Regions from separate parts of the Gossypium arboreum genome. Here region 2 is linked to region 1. The links are chromatin contacts, called in public Hi-C maps. All regions are on one chromosome and are shown on one strand. Each heading gives the region's core, a stretch centred on a gene start, on an enhancer-like site or on the middle of the called end of the contact. The rest is flanking DNA. Distances are from core to core; before and after follow the strand shown.

Region 1 (2,662 bases), core at 83-2,582:
AGTAAACTGGATGTCATTGGAGGTGTTGATGCGCGCACCAAAGCTCAAATTCCAGCTCATTCAAGTGATGGACTTAATTACAAGATCAAAGACCAAGCAATCTGAGCTAAATTGATTGTGTTCGTGCAAGAATTCGTGACTTAAGGGATGGAGTTCGAGCTTAAAGGCCATCAAGATTTCGAATTTTGGTTCCAAGAAAATCAATAAACCAAATCTTAGACAAATATCAACAGATTTCAATTCTTGAAAATCTTAATTCAAGAACGTGAATATTGGCCATGAACGAGCTTGGAGGATCTTAACTTGCATCAACAAGCAGGAATTTTAAAGCCCATCACCCTTGTTTCACTATATACCTTCTTTAGTCAATAGTCCCGCATTTAAAGTATATCATTCCCTCTTTTACTTTGTATAGCAAGACATGCATACAATGCAAATAGGATATTTGGGGTTCCAATTGAATACCCTGACACGTATTGTGCTAATAGCGCATCAATGCAAACACCCTGAAAAAATGGTTACCGTGTACTTGTGTGCCATCCTATAAGACATATTTCGTTATCTTCAATAAATAAATGTGTACATTCATGGTATGCCTTAATTATTCTATTTAGTCTATTAAAGCAATTTTTAATCACTTGACCACTTCAAAGGTTCATATAGTAATCACTTTTCAAACTTTTTAAAAGCTTATTGAGCAATTTCCATTAACACTCAATAATCATTTCATATATTCACTTATTAAGATTAAATCACTTCTCGACATAGTTTACATAATCACATCTATTTGTACAATTTTACTTTTACACTTAGCCATAATTCACTTGATACCAATAGTGACCATTTATCATTCTCAAGCACATACCACTATACTCTACACATTTTACTCAAATTTCCACTTTTTTTATATTTTTGTTCGACTACTCTATCTAATATACTTCGAAACTATGGGTCTAAAATAGAGAAGACATGTCTTGAGACATGACTTCATTATCTTGAGCCAAAACCTTCCATTTTGATAATTTGAATTATGATTCGTATCGTGACTCTATGTTTAACTTCATATGACCCTAGATTATTGTGTGGGCCCATTTGATCTCACATATAAGTATTTCATTTGTATAACTTGAAACTTATGAATTATACCACATTTATTGGTTTGTTTTCAACCAAAATGAATGAAAATAGTTTGTGTTGCTCCAACAACGAAATGTGACAATCACCATTTGAATCGAGTGTAGAGGGTACTAATCTTTAACGATTTAACTTTATCGCTTTAATTAAAGTTTTATATAAATTTTCCGTAAATATAATTTCTACATATATGTTATAATCTAATTATATATAAAAGTTGTGTATTTAAATTTAACTTATATTTTGTACATATGAAATTGATTTTATCTAAATGATTGAGGAGGAGAATTATAAATCTAAAACAAAAATAGAAATAGTTTTGGCTCAAAAAATATAATATTAATAAAAAGAAAAACATATATAGACGGTTTAAAATGGATCATATTCTAGCTAACCTCGCAAGGATATTGTAATTGACCATTGTATCCTGATCTTCTTTCTCCCCTACCAAACCAGCCCACTTATCGCTAAAACCACTGAAACTCAGAAACCCTGTCTTCTTCCCTTTTTATCTATTTTGAACTCCAAAATGGCGAGCGAAAATGAGAGTTCCAAGGGCGACGCAATTTCTGGCCGCAGGATCGCGTTGATCACTGGCATCACCGGTCAAGATGGCTCATACCTCACCGAGTTCCTCCTCAACAAAGGTTACGAAGTCCATGGCTTGATCCGCCGCTCTTCCAACTTCAACACGCAGCGGATTAACCACATCTACATCGACCCCCACAACGCCCACAAGGCTCGGATGAAGCTCCATTACGCTGACCTCACCGACGCTTCCTCTCTTCGTCGTTGGCTCGACACTATCCGACCCGATGAAGTTTACAATCTGGCTGCCCAATCCCACGTAGCCGTCTCTTTTGAAATCCCTGATTACACTGCCGACGTGGTGGCTACGGGAGCCCTCCGTTTGTTGGAAGCCGTTCGATCCCATATTGCCGACACGGGTCGGACCCATATCAAGTATTACCAAGCTGGATCGTCAGAAATGTTCGGATCCACTCCTCCGCCTCAATCTGAAGCTTCCCCGTTTCACCCCAGATCTCCATACGCGGCTTCCAAATGCGCTGCGCATTGGTACACTGTCAATTACAGGGAAGCGTACGGGATTTTCGCCTGTAATGGAATTCTGTTTAATCACGAGTCGCCGAGGAGAGGAGAGAATTTCGTGACCCGGAAAATTACTCGGGCCGTTGGCAGGATAAAGATTGGGTTACAGAGCAAGTTGTTTTTGGGGAATCTACAAGCTTCTAGGGACTGGGGTTTTGCCGGGGATTACGTGGAAGCTATGTGGATGATGCTGCAACAAGAGAAGCCCGACGATTACGTGGTGGCAACGGAGGAGTCACATACGGTGGAGGAGTTTCTAGAAGTGGCATTCAGTTATGTTGGGTTGAAGTGGAAAGATCATGTGGTGATTGATAAGAGGTATTTTAGGCCGGCCGAGGTGGATAATTTGAAAGGTGATTCAAGAAAAGCAAGAAAGGTTCTTGGGTGGAAACCCAGAGTTGGGTTTGAGCAATTGGTG
Region 2 (2,662 bases), core at 70-2,569, 280 kb after region 1:
ACCTTGAAACATCACATTGTTCTGTGCAAGATAGAAGAAAACCTCAGCCCATACCTTTTTGGCTACTTCGAAAGTCCTGTCAATTCCGTGATCACCATCAAGCAAGATCTCTGGCTCAACAATTGGAACCAATCCATTGTCCTGCATGACCAAACATCCAAAAGATTATCTAGTGCCAAAGAAAATGCAATTGAGACAGTACTGTGATAAAATTTAGTTCATCTTACCTGAGAGATGGCGGCATAGCGAGCAAGTCCCCAGGCTGCTTCCTTCACAGCAAGTTCGGTTGGTCCATTGGGAATGCTTACCACAGTACGCCTATAATAACATTTGGAAGCATACTAATAGCATAAACATAACGAATGAATGAGAATATATGTATGTAATCCTTATGTCACTTGTCTGTATGGATAACACAAGGGAAACGCTAACGGAAATCTGAAAAATTTTCGAACGGAGGGCCATATGAATAAAAACCTCACCATTTTGCAAAACGAGCTCCTTGTTGGTAGTATGCAGCTGAACGTGGAGCGAGGCCATCAAGACCTTGGCACCATGACTCGTTGTTTGAACCAGCCAGTGGAACAAGACCCTGTAGGGTTTATATTATCATGCTCCTAGTAACATATACAACTTAGAAATAAAAACCAGATGTTCCTCCATAAAATGGGACATGAGATTTACCTTGTCGACCTTGATACCAGGGACTATGTTCTGCTCAACAAGAACATCAACCATCTTCTTGCCATCAATTGTGGTTTGATAGAGGGTTTCCTCAAAGAGGATGGCACCTGAGATGTACTGACCAAGGCCAGGAGCTGAAACAAGCAACGTCCTGTAGGCTTGGCGGTTAGCCTCCGTGTTTTCTAGCCCGATTGAGGCCAAACGTTTCCCACAGGTAGCGTTGGACTCATCCATGGCCAAAATTCCACGGCCAGGAGAAGCAATAGCTTTCTACAAACATCCAACAATTAGTAAAATCATTGTTCTTTCTTTCAGCAAATGCTCAGTTTCTTAGTATTAGCATATATCTTGAGCAAATTGTGGAAGAGCTTAGAACTATATGAACACTTACAGCAGTCTTGACAAGCTCATCGGCATATGAGCTTGCACGCACAGTTAGTCCGGAGGGTGCAACAGGGTGGCACCTCACCACAGAAGTGGAAGGTTGGCGAAGGGTGTGACCCTTAACCCACTCAGACTTGTCTAAAACTGGTGAAGTCTTGAGGAGAGAAGCAGAGGCCATGGTTTTGCTTTTTCAGTGCTTTCTCTTATCTCTCAGCTCAAGCTTTTTTGACACAACGTTTAAGCTCCAATTCTCTAAATTATAGTTGCTAGCCCCTGCCAAGAGATATCTTGCATGAGGCTGTTATACATGGGCCAATCATCAACTGACATGATGGATGCTTACTTGGCAACTTGGTATGGCAGAGGTGTGGCTGATGTGATTGTGAGGTAGGGGTTTAAGACATACATATCTTGTGGAATTTGTGTCTTGAAATAAAAGGTTTAATTTTCTAAAATTTGTAAAACCAGGAAAATAAAAATGAAATCAATGCCAAAACCCTGATCTTTTTTGTAGCTGTTTGATTTTTGTTTGTTATTATTTTGAGTTTTTTTCTTTCTTAAAATCACCCAAAAGGCAAGATGCAGACAACCTACTAAAAGGGTTGTAAACACCTTTGGAATATTTATATTTTTCTTCTGATTAGCCAGCAAATTAACTTCCTGCTCGAAACCAATTTGATGCATTCATTATCTTTCAAATAAAGAAATCAAGTTGTAGAGTCTCCTGGTTACAAACATGCTGATGGGAAGTGAAGATGAACATAAATAAATGACAATAGTCTCAATGCTTGAAGCACCTCTTCTACATGCACCAAAAACACGTATAGTATAGTATAGTATTTCGAAGCAACAGGTGGCCAGGGACCACTAATTCTGCAGCCTTACGACAAGGTGCAAACTTGTCTGACAAGGACAGTTTTCAATCAATTCTCTAGCGATTGTAAGGGGAAGCGGTAAAGAATCAGTGGTAGCCTCATTGGTTACCTCAAGCTGCAGAAGTGAGCTAATGACCAAGCAATTCTCTTGTAGACATCATAGGCCCCATAATCTAAAGATCTGGCAACTGTATGCATATGGAAAATGCAACTAATAAAACAAATAAGCAGACACCATTGATTGTGGAGAAGAGAAAAGCTCCTCAAAGGACATCAAGGAGTCATTGTGGAACAGATTCAGACACCATGCAACTAAAAATCCTCAAAACACTTATGAACAATCCCACAGCTATTCTTAGCCGCTAAATCTCTGGGGCATCTTAGAGCTCAGGTTATTCAAGTAAAGCATATAAACTTCTGTCTAACCAATTCTCAACCCCACAAACAAATTCTCTGTTCATATAAAAAAAAAGAAAATCTAGAGAAAGATTCCATGGCAATTTAGAATCTTAGTCACAAAGATGGGAAAAGAACAAGAAGTAAAAGCATATAAGAAACCACAATTCAGAAAATCAACAACCTATCTTTACTTTGAACTGGTTTTACATTTTTTACCAGTCAACAAAAAAAAAATTATCCACAAACTATGCTTTAGTATCAATGCCCAAAGTAGAAATATGACACAGCTCTCATAAGCTAAAATAACATGATCAATGAGC

The links. Hi-C and Micro-C count contacts between places; a contact is called where the count stands out from the background.
Region 2: a contact with region 1 is called in a Hi-C map of leaf, with 2.2 times the contacts expected there. The contact joins the promoter of LOC108479225 here to the promoter of LOC108479881 in region 1. A contact is called at or near these places in 2 of 5 Hi-C or Micro-C datasets (both in leaf).

Annotation. Positions count from the first base shown.
Region 1 is chr12:14,254,525-14,257,186 of ASM2569848v2, forward strand. LOC108479881 (GDP-mannose 4,6 dehydratase 2) reads left to right here and starts at 1,333. Exons shown (of 1, transcript XM_017782719.2): 1 at 1,333-2,662. The coding sequence starts at 1,664.
Region 2 is chr12:14,530,135-14,532,796 of ASM2569848v2, forward strand. It overlaps LOC108479225 (fructose-bisphosphate aldolase 1, chloroplastic-like), which reads right to left and starts at 1,320. Exons shown (of 10, transcript NM_001330045.1): 1 at 1,076-1,320; 2 at 685-954; 3 at 483-592; 4 at 228-318; 5 at 1-141. The coding sequence starts at 1,246. It overlaps LOC108479226 (protein CHAPERONE-LIKE PROTEIN OF POR1, chloroplastic), which reads right to left. Exons shown (of 5, transcript XM_053022460.1): 5 at 2,507-2,662.